Linked DNA regions of Mus musculus: regions 2, 3 and 4 are each linked to region 1. Evidence: chromatin contacts called from public Hi-C, HiCAR-type and HiChIP or PLAC-seq data. All regions are on one chromosome and are shown on one strand. The core of a region is the stretch at or near the end of the contact, and the rest is flanking DNA. Distances in the headings are between cores, read along the strand shown.

What was found. A called contact is a pair of places that touch in the nucleus more often than the background predicts. HiCAR-type assays count read pairs that join an accessible place to other places. HiChIP or PLAC-seq counts read pairs in DNA pulled down with a chosen protein or histone mark.
Region 2: a contact with region 1 is called in a HiCAR-type map of astrocytes, with 3 times the contacts expected there. The contact joins the enhancer-like site here to the promoter of Mphosph10 in region 1. A contact is called at or near these places in 2 of 39 promoter capture datasets (the 3T3-L1 cell line and trophoblast stem cells), 1 of 484 Hi-C or Micro-C datasets (embryonic stem cells) and 3 of 115 datasets of contacts at active chromatin or transcription factors (astrocytes, embryonic stem cells and stem cell-derived neural progenitor cells).
Region 3: a Hi-C map of B cells shows a contact between it and region 1, with 10 read pairs. The contact joins the enhancer-like site here to the promoter of Mphosph10 in region 1. A contact is called at or near these places in 3 of 39 promoter capture datasets (the C10 cell line and pre-B cells), 2 of 484 Hi-C or Micro-C datasets (B cells and CD4 T cells), 3 of 115 datasets of contacts at active chromatin or transcription factors (embryonic stem cells and large pre-B cells) and 1 of 9 other capture datasets (adipose tissue).
Region 4: a contact with region 1 is called in an H3K4me3 HiChIP or PLAC-seq map of forebrain, with 10 times the contacts expected there. The contact joins the enhancer-like site here to the promoter of Mphosph10 in region 1. A contact is called at or near these places in 11 of 39 promoter capture datasets (the 3T3-L1 cell line, 3T3-L1-derived adipocytes, cranial neural crest and 7 more), 9 of 484 Hi-C or Micro-C datasets (cerebral cortex, cochlea, cortical neurons and 6 more), 17 of 115 datasets of contacts at active chromatin or transcription factors (VIP interneurons, astrocytes, craniofacial prominence and 11 more) and 1 of 9 other capture datasets (adipose tissue).

The regions. Positions count from the first base shown.
Region 1 is chr7:64,390,838-64,393,726 of GRCm38.p6, forward strand. Mphosph10 (M-phase phosphoprotein 10 (U3 small nucleolar ribonucleoprotein)) reads right to left here and starts at 1,399. Exons shown (of 11, transcript NM_026483.2): 1 at 1,269-1,399. The coding sequence starts at 1,357. Mcee (methylmalonyl CoA epimerase) reads left to right here and starts at 1,785. Exons shown (of 3, transcript NM_028626.2): 1 at 1,785-2,006. The coding sequence starts at 1,961.
Region 2 is chr7:64,839,052-64,841,940 of GRCm38.p6, forward strand. The region is part of intron 3 of Fam189a1 (family with sequence similarity 189, member A1); the gene reads right to left. Among named protein-coding and RNA genes, the nearest start is that of Nsmce3, 33 kb to the right of the region's middle. Within about 2 kb of position 1,395, at least 123 of the 459 cell types and tissues checked have an H3K27ac peak or open chromatin away from gene starts, as enhancers often do. A contact at or near this core is called in astrocytes, embryonic stem cells, stem cell-derived neural progenitor cells and 1 more, where this site is marked.
Region 3 is chr7:64,010,525-64,013,413 of GRCm38.p6, forward strand. Gm32633 (predicted gene, 32633) reads left to right here. Exons shown (of 6, transcript NR_169109.1): 4 at 1,125-1,257. Among named protein-coding and RNA genes, the nearest start is that of Gm32633, 25 kb to the left of the region's middle. Within about 2 kb of position 1,432, at least 172 of the 459 cell types and tissues checked have an H3K27ac peak or open chromatin away from gene starts, as enhancers often do. A contact at or near this core is called in B cells and adipose tissue, where this site is marked.
Region 4 is chr7:64,726,977-64,729,865 of GRCm38.p6, forward strand. The region is part of intron 6 of Apba2 (amyloid beta (A4) precursor protein-binding, family A, member 2); the gene reads left to right. Among named protein-coding and RNA genes, the nearest start is that of Nsmce3, 140 kb to the right of the region's middle. Within about 2 kb of position 1,500, at least 29 of the 459 cell types and tissues checked have an H3K27ac peak or open chromatin away from gene starts, as enhancers often do. A contact at or near this core is called in cerebral cortex, cortical neurons, forebrain and 2 more, where this site is marked.

The DNA of each region.
Region 1 (2,889 bases), core at 149-2,648:
AACTAGGAATCAGTGTCTAAATATAGCGTAGGCAGGATGCTAAAGGGGATAGAGAAAATAGGACAGAGAAAAATGAAAGCATCAAGGAAGCAGACTAGCTGAATCTAAATAAATGAAATGATAGAACTGCCTTTTCGTGGGGCCGTAAACGTAATGGAAACAGGGAAATGACTTCAGGGGAGAGAAGAGTACAGGAGGGGGTAAGGAGCTCTATTTTGGACACAATGAGTCTGTGATACTGTTGCTAAGATTTTCATTATAAGTCAGAGTCATACGCAAACTTTATATGCCCCAGTACAGGGGAATGCCAGGGCCAAAAAATGGGGAATGGGTGGGTAGGGAAGTAGTGGGGAGGGTATGGGGGACTTTTGGGATAGCATTCTAAATGTAACTGAGGAAAATACGTAATAATAAAAAATATTTAAAAAATAATAAGTCAGAGTCATAATTTTACAGAACTTAATCAAAGTGCTGGGAAGAAAGAAGTCTCTCCTATTTTTTTTAAATTTATTTTTCTTTCCTACAAAGCATCCCAATTGCAGCCTCTTCTCCCTCCTCACCTCCTCCAGATCCACAGTACTCCTCCGTTTCTCTTCAGAAAAAGTAGGCTTCCAGAGATATCAACCAAACACAACCCCTCATTTCAAGGCAATCCGGCAGGGGTACAAGAGCTCCAAGAGCCTACTGCCACTGCTACAAGTTCCACAAAAATCCCAAGCTTAACAATCACAATATATATGCAGAGGACCCAGCGCTAACCAGCGCAGGCTCCTTGATAGCCAGTAAAGTCTCTGTGGGCCCCTCCCTGAGCCCTGGTTAGTGGATTCTGTGGGCCATGTTCTTGTGGTGTCCTGGGACCCCTATGGCTCCTACAGTCACCCCTCCTCCCTCTTCTGCGGGCTTCTCCGAGCTTCGTCTACTGTCTGGCTGTGGGTCTCCACCACAAGTCATGAAAATGCATTGACAAGCAACAAGTACGTACTTTCAGTGTGTATTTTGGGGACAAATTCAGAAAGCATATTCCGCCCTCAATGAGCCTCTCTGGACGCGAATAACTGGGCTTAGTGCAATAGCCCACAACTAGGAAATCTGCACCGAGCCGCTTTTACTTTTAGCATTTTGACAGGCCAACGGAGCAAAAACTGTCTGAAGTTGGGGCTAAGCGACCTGTACTTTCCCTTCCTGGCTTTCAGAAGTTGCCATATGCTGGCCCGCCCAGCACCGGTGAGATGCGCGCTGCTCTCTCCCAGACCTGGATCTGTACTTACGTGAGGAAACACTCCGGTCGGTTGGTGGCTTTCCTGATTTCCCTCAGACACCGTTCCAGAGTCTGTCGACGAAACACGCGAGGCGCCATAGCTACACACTACGGCACCACGCGAGTGCTGCGAGCCGGCCGGCCGGCCGGAAGCAGTACGCCAAACACACGCCTTATGCAACCTGAAGCTCAGAGCCTAAAGTTCCGCCACACACAGGTTCCGGCCTATAGCCGCAAACACTTCTATTGGGCATGCGTAGGGGTGGGGCAGACCACCGAAAAGAGCCATTGGTCATCTCAAGCGCCTTGGCACTTTCTCCAAATGTTTTGTATTTCTAAGACCACAGTGGTGTCGCGTGATTGCTTTCTGCTTTTGCATTCGATACAATAAGTATTTTAATGTAACGAAAAAGAAGGTCGCTTCACGCCGCACCCGCCACTCCCCCGCTCGTCCCGCCGTCAGTCAAGCTCCGCGTCTCGTGACCCCGCCCCAGGTCTCACGCCCCGCCCCTTGCTCGCCCAGCTCTCTTCAGCGGTCTAGCTCCCTGAAGGGTATTGGGCACCCCGGACTCGCGCCCCGTCCCTGCCCCGTTTCCACGCCCACTTCAGCTTTGACACGCCCCGGGCCTCAGTCCCCGCCCCCTGCCCACTCTCCCAGTTGTCTCTGCCCTAGGTCGCTGTGCAAGCCTGTAGCTTCTGGACATGAGGCGTGTAGTGAAGGCCGCCGCGTTGGCTGCGGGCGCTACAGGTGAATACGGGGCACCATCAGGGGCTCCGGGTGCGGGGCACGCTGGACGGGAGGCCGCGGGTGGCCAAGGCCTGGGTCTGAAGTGTTGGGCTCCCGGAGCTGCACTCTCTTAGCACGGGAGTTCCTTATTGTCCTCTGTGCACAGGGGTTGCCCTTGGCAAACGTGGACCAAACAGGTAATCTGCCTAGGAACACAGCAAGTCAGGACTTGCAGTAAATCTAGAGGGGACTTGAGTTATTTATTATATGTGTGCTCTAAGAGATAGGAGAAAAGAGCAAAGTGGCGAGTCCTGAAAGTGACTCCAAGCCTGTTTTACACACGTACCACACTAAATGTTTTCATCTGACATGAGCAGGAAAGGAACAAGCGGAAGGATTTGTAAGTTCCTTGAATTCTTTCGACCTCCATCTCTTTTATCGATAAGCAGAATCTTGGTGACAGATGCCCAACTTTCCCGCCTGTCTCACTTTCTCTTCCATTTTCTTCTTTCTTCATGATGGCAGTTACTACCCTCAGTCTGAGATTGTCTACCTGGAAGAAAATATACGGCAGTATGGTTCCAGAGTTACTCTGCTACAATTGTGACAAATCCATTAGCTAGCATGCTTAAAGGGTGTTAGGCGAATGAACTGGAAGGCCTGGAGAGTTCTGTCTGCTCACCTGTGGAAACTAGTCATCTTTCCAAGTCTGCTCTTAGGTTGAATTTGGTTTTTGTGGAACCCTCTAGCCTTTCCAGTCAATCACAAAATTCCTCGTCTGCATTAACAAACAAGTCTCCAAGGCAAAGTCATGGGCCACAAACACCCCACCCCCCCACCCCCCCACCCCCGCGCAAAAAAAATAAATAAATAAAGCTGGGCATGGTGGCGCACACCTTTAATC
Region 2 (2,889 bases), core at 145-2,644, 450 kb after region 1:
AAGATGAGGCCTCCAGATGTCACGAGTCTGTGTCTAGCCTGGTTCGAAGAGACTGTGAGTTTCACTCTACTCTTGACAAGTCAAGTCCACTCTCCAAGCACATTGCCCTGGCAGTAGACACCTCTCCTTCCCTGACACACTGAGGGACCCAGGGAGACAGACGCAATATAGGGCTGTGTCAGTTATAGAGCCTGGATGTCAGTTTCATGCGGTCTAAAAATGAGCCATGACTCCACACAATGAGGGGTCTCCCTCTCCTCCTCCACCTCCACCTCTCTCATAAACATTCCAACAAGCATTAAAGCCTCGTTCAAGGGAGTAGAGAGACAGTTCTACTGTCTTGATGCTCTTCCTGGGTCCTTGGTCCGTTTCCCAGCCCCCCACATAGTGACTTACAACCATCAGCAAGCAACTCCAGATCCATGGGAATCTGACACCCTCTTCTGGCCTCCTCCAGCACCAAGCAGGCATGTGGTGCACAGACATGCATACAAACACAACACCCACACATAAAATAAAATTAGAAAGTAAATTATAAAAGGCCCCTGTTAAACACCCTCCTCTCCAGAAGGCCTGAATACAGCAGTGTCTGGGAGAGGTAGAGAGAAAGGCAACATCACCCTATACCTGCAGCATCTCCCAAAACCCTGAATGGGGAGCTTCTCACCCCACTACATCCCATAGATCCCGACAGGTAGACACTCTCTGGAGAGCACTCAGCTGACAGAGGACGGATGGGGATGAAGTCCCAGCGGGAGTTAAGCAAAGTCCAAAGCCACAGGCAACCAGCCAGAAACTTGGAAGACCAGATAAATCCAGGCTAACAGGTGTGAGCTGGACCACACAGGGTGATGTGGGCTCCCTGGAATGCTAACAGATTTATCCCAGTTCCTGTTGCAAAGCGGAAAGGGAGTTACCCTCTGAGTTCCTCCGTTGTCCTCCCCGGAGCAGCTGTGAGAGGGAGGCTGACAGTCACAGACACGCCTCCTAATTATGCATCTGGTGCTGGCTAGAGACAGAAGGATCTTAGTGTCCCAGCCCTAGAATCACAGAGAAGAAAACCCACCAGAGGGCGGCCTACTGAGCGCGCTGCCCGACAAGCACCGCAAAAGTACAAGGGGACCTAGGACCTGGTGAGGAAGCCAAGACCAGACTCAGCTAGGTCACAGCTGCACACGCCCGGCACCTCAGCTCCAGCGCTTCTTTCCAGCGGTGGCTACAAGGCCTTCCCTTCAATTCCGAGACCACACAAGTTTGCCCCGGGCCTTTCCCAGACACCTGTGGACCCGCGATTCACAGGCCACCTGCTTAGACGCCCCTTATCTACACACATTCTGCTCCCCGCCCCTTCCCCTCCCCCACCACACTTCTCCCCACCTTCTGTCCTTCTCTCCTGGTAGCAATTTGCCTAACACTGCCCCCTGTTGGAACATGAGATTTTTCTGGGGTAGGGGAGTCAGAGCATTGTCTTTGAACCAGGAGCATGCTGGATATGGGGGCCCTCCATGGGTCAGAACGAACCAGTCCAATGAGCAGGAGATAGCCCATCTGGGCAGCATACTGAGAAACACTTACCTGGAACTGTTGCTGGGTTACTGTGTTGTTACTATATTTATTTTGTTAGGGGGTATTTCCTCTGCAAGGAAACTTTTGAGCTTGGAATCAACTTTTGAGTCATCCCTTTTGCCGTGAAATCTATTTGTTCACAACAAGGCAAATTCACTTGATGATAAAGTAAAATAGAATCATATTCTCAGGGGAGAAAACAAAGTAGGTATCATTATAACAAGGTACCAGTGGAAATCAAGCTCTAAATTTCTCATGAGGCCAAAAGAAGCCAAGACTGCTCCTGACCAGTGGTTGGTATACTAAACCATTAAAAAACAACAAAAAGCAAAACCAGAAAAACTTTAGCACTTCTAAAATCCACCATGAAACAAAGGCTAGCAAGACCTCCGGAGCACTGTGCACGTCAGTCAAGCCTCCCTTTACTTTCAGAGCCAGACCTGTCTAACTGCCCCAGCCTGAGGCTGTGTCCTTTTCTAATTTACTATTCAGAGTCATGAAGCTAAATCAGGGTTTCCCTGGTTACTGACAGGCTCTTCTGAAGGATGTGGCTATGTAATTGGTGTTGGCTTGGTTACTGGATGTATTCAGAGCTGAGAGCACTGGTAGTAAATGCTGCTATGAACCTGCAGAAGAAACTAACAGGCTCTGGATAAACTAAGGCAGTCTCAAGATTAAGGTCCTCCTCGAGATGTGCCACTGAGCGCCCCTCCTATGCTCCTGACATCCCCAGCGGCGGTCTATAAAGGAAGTGGATCATGGAAATGGTTAGCTCTGAAAAAAAAACCCACAATCGACCCATGGAACTAATTAGGCAGCTTCAGCCACCTGCTGGACTGTCGCACAGCATTGGCCATGAATATTCTGTCCAGATCACCACTCAGCAAATGTTTCCTGAGCTCTGTCATCACCCCGTGTTGGATACAGACATGAGGAGATTTGGGAGCAGCAGCTTAGAGGACAGGCGAGCAGGCAAGTGAGAATGGTGTAGCCCCAGAGCTGACAATTTTAGAAAGAGAAAGATGGGGGCCTCATGGTTCCTCCAGGCTGAGGAAAGGCAGAGGCTTAGTTGTCTGAGAGATCTGAAGTCTGGGGTTGTTGACGAGCAGCTGGAGAGCTATGCCCATGGCAGGAACCTGGTCTTCTGCCCCAGATGCCAAACTCATGCCGAATCTACTGCCCACAGGGCTATGTGGCTCCGAGTGGGTTCACACACCCCTGCCATGATGCTCTGTGTCCTCCCCATGCCCAGGAACCATGGGAAAGAGGGTAAAGAAGTGACCACCTCCTGGAAACAGTGTTTAGACCAGCTGACTGAACTTC
Region 3 (2,889 bases), core at 182-2,681, 380 kb before region 1:
ATGTACACCTAGGAGCAAAATTGCTGGTCAAGTCCCTAAACTTTTGGATAATTGAAGATTGATTGTTTCCTAAAGATCCATACCAGTTTACACTCTTGCGAGCCATGCCCCAGTCTCTCAGGATCCTTGCCAGCATGTGCTTTTGCCTGACTCTCTTTTCATGAAGTGTTGTGGATGAGATGGTCTCACGATGATACACTGTAGTTTAAATTCTTCCTTGAAGAAATGGGGTTGAGTTCCCTATCAGATTTGTTAGCCATTCAGAGATGTTCTTTCATGAAGTTTCCACTTAAGCCTTTAATGTTTTCTTTCCCCGTTGAAGTATTTGCTTCTCCACTCCCTTTTATGGTTCTGGGCCCAAACCCAAGACTTCATTTATGCCAAGTGAGTGCTTTACCACTCAACTGTGTCCTCAGCTTTTCTACAATCTTCTTATTGATTCTAAAGACCTCTTTACATATTGTAGACATCAGCCCTTTATTTGGATGTGTTTTGTAAATATTCTACACGCCCCCAAGTTGTACATGTATGCATGCCTTCTTCCTTCTCTCCTTCCTTCCATTCTTCTGTCCTTCTTTTCTTCCTTTCTCCCTCCCTCCCTCCCTTTCTCCTTTCCTCCCTCATTCCTTCCCTCCCTTCCTCCTTCCTTTCCTTCTTTCTTGGTCTATATGGTATAGTGGCCCATGCACGCCATATGGAGGCCAGAGGTCAATGTTAGGTGTCTTTCCCTGTAGCTCCTTACTTTGATTTTTGAGATGGCTTCTCTCACTTACCTGTAGTTCACTTTTTCAGATGGACAGACTTCCCAGTAAGCCCAGGGGCTCCATCTGGTTCTGACTCTGACATCTGAGGCCGTGCTACATACACAACCACCAGCCCTGGCTTTTTCTGTGGGAACTGAGGAACTAAACTAAGATCCTCACACAGAGAGCAGGCACTTTATCACCAAGCCTTCTCCCCAGCCTCAGCTTTTAATCTATTAATAAATCTTTAAACATGAGTTTCTAATTTTACTATGGTCACCTCTGTTTGCTTTTCTTTCTTTTCTCCTTTTCTCTCCTTTCCTCCCCTTCCTCACTGTTGCTGTTGCTTTGGTCATTGCCCTCTTTATCTTTCCTTCACAGTTTCTTAGAGGGAAGTCAGAAGTCGCCCACACAATCTTCACAGACACCAGCTTTACCATAACATTTGAATACAGTGGCAACTTCCTGTCCCGAAGCCTCGCCTTTTCTGGTACTTCTGCCCGAGCAACTGTAGGTAATAATCAAAGGACTACCCAGTGCCTCGTTTCCCATGGTCAATGAGTTCATCTCCACGTGCATGGTCAAAGAGGAGAAGAGCGAGCCCAGCCGCAGAGATCCAGCTCTGTGGTCTGTTCCCTGAGTCAGTCAGTATGTGTCTGCTCAGGAAAAACAGTCAGTGCCCGATTGCCTCACATGGGAACTGGCTACAGAGAGAGTGCGGAGGCCGGATGATGAAAGAGTTGCTGAGAGGAGAGGGCTGGAGAAGCAAAGGAAGAAGGCTGTGTGTGTGTGTGTGTGTGTGTGTGTGTGTGTGTGTGTGTGTGTGCTTCTGCTGCTAGGGTAGGAAGAGCACATACCCATGTCTTGGGTAATTGGTGCTACTGCGACAGACTATCTCAGACCCCACCCAGCTTAACTTAACTTATAAACAGCAGGGATTTAACCTGCACACTGCTGGGGCCTGGGGCACTGGTGAGCGATGATTCTACTGTAGGCTTCCTGTTTTGTAGTTGGTGCTTGTCTCAGAGTCTTCGGATGGTGGAAGGGCTGAGGGATCTACCCCCTCCCTTTTATTGTTCTCAGTGTGAATGTGTGCGTGCGTGTTTGTGTCTGTGCCTGTGTGCACGTGGGCACATACGGCACATGGCAGGACATGCCTGGGAAGGTCAGAGGAAAATCACAAATGTGGGTTTTCACTTTGTAGCTTATTTGAGAAAAATTCTTCTCTCCCTGTCTCTATAAAGAATATCTTTCGCTGGGCAGTGGTGGCGCATGACTTTAATCCCAGCACTTGAGAGGCAGAGGCAGGTAGATTTCTGAGTTCGAGGCCAGCCTGGTCTACAGAGTGAGTTCCAGGACAGCCAGGGCTATACAGAGAAACCCTGTCTCGAAAAACCAAAAAAAAAAAAAAAAAAAAAGCAAAAAACCAAAAACCAAAAAACTTTCATCCTTTGAAAATCTGTACATATAAACAATGTGTCTTGATCAGACCCACTCCCAGGTCTTCTTCCCTTCTCTCCCACTTCTACAAGGTACCTCCCAGCATTCCCTTCCTACAGAATGTGCTCTCTTTCTCACTCACTTTTTATACACACACACACACACACTTGCTCACACACACACACACACGATGCACAGTCATATGCACAGACACAGATACACACAGAAACACACACACAGATACACATAGGCACAGATATACATGGACATACACAGACATACACACAGAGATACATACACACAGAGAGAGACACACACAGGCACACATGTACACAGGCACACAGATACATATATACACAGACACATACACACATAGAGATACACACACACACACACAGGCACATACACAAAGATACACACACACACACACACACACACAGAGTTGACTGATCTTGTGCAGATAGCTATCATGGCAGAGAGCTCATAGGTGCAGTGCCATGCTGTGTAGAGATGACAGCACTTCACAGCATACCTCCTTATCTGCTAGCTCTTAGATTCCTTCAACCCCTTCTTTCACAAAGTTCCCTGAGCCTCGGTAGGCAGGGAGTCGCAGGCAGGGAGTCGTTCATGCAGACCTGTCTCACTCAACATTAAGTAATCACTTATTATCAACACTTTGACCAGTTAGGAGTTTTTACGTTAACTC
Region 4 (2,889 bases), core at 250-2,749, 340 kb after region 1:
CAGCGCCCTCTTGTCAAGAGTGCAGGTCTACATGGAAGTAGAGCACTCGAATACATTAAATAAATAAATAAATAAATAAATAAATAAATTTTTCCTTTTTTTAAAAAAACAAAATCTAGTTCAATAAACACCAAGCTTTTGTCAGTATGACTATGACTCTGCAAAGTGCTTGCATGGGTCTAAGATAAACACACAACACAGGGCATGCATAAAGGTGTTCAGTCCCGGCTGCTTCCCTCTTACCTTCTCTGTAGAAGCCTTCCCCATATAGACAGCCATATATAACATTTAACATAGTTAGTAGCATAGTCTTTTTAAGTTTCATATAGGGTCTTATGGGGGGGTCATTCGATGTTTCTTTACATACTTGGTTTATGCAATGGTTAATGTTTCATGTACCATCATTGTCAGCTTCTCTCCCCTCTTTCAGTGAGAGGCAGAGAATTTAGGTTTCCTCTCTCCACCACGCCTTTCTCCTAAACACCGGTCCTAGCCACTCACTCAGGTCCCGCATGGCTCTAGTCACCTTCCAGGCTGCTCCATCAGACCCCAGTGTAGGATGGCTGTGCCCGGGGAGCTCCCAGGATTTTGCGTTCACAAACAGTGCCACAGAAAATGCCCCTTCCTGTTTGTCCAGGTTTTATTTTTAATTTATTATCCTTTTTTCTTAGAAGTCATCCACCCGGATACAGGCTAATACTAGGGTGTCCTTGGCAGAGCTGGAGACTGACCTGCACTAGGCCCTGATCTTTTCTCCTCTGCCAAGGCTTCTCCTCCTTCTGCAGCCACTGACCCTTGTCACTCACTGTATTCTAAAGTACCACACTGTATCACTGTGACTTGTCCCTGTCCACGACAGTCCTGCCTGTCTCAGGCCTGGATTTACAGGTAGCGCCATCTGTTAGTAGCTGAGGCCACTGTGTTCAGGGGGCTTCTTGGAGGAAGGAGCTGCTACAGAGCTGAGCCTTGCTCTGGAATAAGCTGGTGTGAACAGGAGAGCACAGTAGGCCTTAGAGCCTTCCCAGCCAGCCTGGAAGCGATTCCTTCCACACTTAGGGGCTCCTTCTCATGGATTGGCTTTTCATTGACCTGGGTGGCTACCCTGGTATGTGGACTTAAAAGAGTAACACACCCCTCCCCCCAGAATGACACATCAGATGGGTGGCCTTTCTGAGGCTGTGGAAACAGGTGTCTGTCCCTCTGTACCATAGTCCTCACAAGATCTGAGGCCTATTCTCTACCCCCCTCTCCCTCCCACTGTATCCATCTGTCTGTCTCATATCTCTGCACACTTGCAATCCTCTTTTTCTCCTTGGAGCCAGAACTGGGGAATGGCTCACAGTCTGTCCCTGCCCACGTGCTTCACCCCATGGGCTGGCTCCCACCTGCTATTCCTTGAAATGGCTCCAAGGTCACCGCTGGCTGACTTGTCAGGATGCCCAGTACATGGGAGCCCCTTGTAGATGGCCTCCTGCCAGCCGGGTACAGATGGGCCTGTGTCTCTCTCTAAGCCCCTTCTCGTCATGATGCCTGGCAAAGCTAGTTCCTGGGGCCTCCTTCCACCCCCTTGCCCCATGTCCTCCTCGCAGTGACTCACCCATGCCCATAGCTTCAGTTGGCACCCCTCAAAGCTCATTCTTAATCTCTCGTCTAACGTGGGCGTCCTCCTGAGCTGTACCTGGAAGGTGTCCTGGCTCCTGCAGCTAATGGTCCAAAATCCTCACTCCAGAAGCCAGTCCTTTGCCAAGGGACCCCTCATAGTAAGTAGACACCCCAGTCATCCCTCCCAACCTCACTTCACATTCAGTGCAAATTTTGACTAGATCTTTCAACCCCCATCATCTTCCTGGTCTACACCATCTCTTGCTTGCTTGGACCACTGCAGTGGCCGCTCACCCACTTAGCAGCTTTCTGTTCTTCCTCTCGGTTGTTTGTCTCTCTAGAGGAAGTGGTGCAGTTGGGCCATGTCCCCGGCTGGTAACCTGAAATGACAGTCTCTGGAATGGCTCCAGAGTTCTCACATCTGGCCAGTGTTTACTTTACACTTTGACTTATTCCAACTGCTGACTCATTCCTTGCATCAGGTCAACTGGGCATCCTTTGGTCCTTCTGAATTGGTTCTCTCTCTGTGACCCCAGGACCTTTGTGCCTGCTCTTGCCTTAGCCTAGAAGGTTCTCTTTGGCATGCTGATCCCTTCTACTCACAGGCAGTCTCCTCCTGTTCCTTTAGCTTTTGAGGCCACACCTTCCCTTCCTGGTGTGCACCACAATTTTTCCTGATGAGTTTCTGTTGTCCTGTGGTCTGCTGTCAGCCTCACCCTCTGGCCAGTGAGCCATGTTTTAGGACATCACAAGTCCTCACAGGCAGGATACTGATTTGGAGAAAGCCATTTGACCTTGCTTAACATGGCCCTTCTCATAAAATGGGATAATGAGGTTGGTTTCATGGAACTGTAAATGACTGATGGCCGGGACCCTGCTGTCACACAGGGCTGGTGAGTCAGACAAAGCAGTGCACCTGGGGCCTCCCAGCTACACAAAGTTCTACTCATTTGGCTCTGTGCTCCAGCCCCACAACCATACCCTGGGGCACCCAGGCAGAAGTGGGAAGGTTTGGTGCTCAGGAGATATAACGGACTTGGCTGGCGTGCTGGCAGCCTCTGCCCACTCCTTACACGCAGGATTTATTGTCCCACCCTGGTAGCATGGCAGAGATGTGTGATACCGGGTACAGCTCCATAAGACCTCAGCACTTCCCTGTCCACAGAGCTGACAAGAAGCTGCAGGTCCAAGTGCATACCCCAGGACCACACAGAGAGCACAAGAACTCTGCACAGGACAGCAGGCTCGCTAAATAAGCTGCAAACAAAGGCTGCTTCCAGCAGGGAA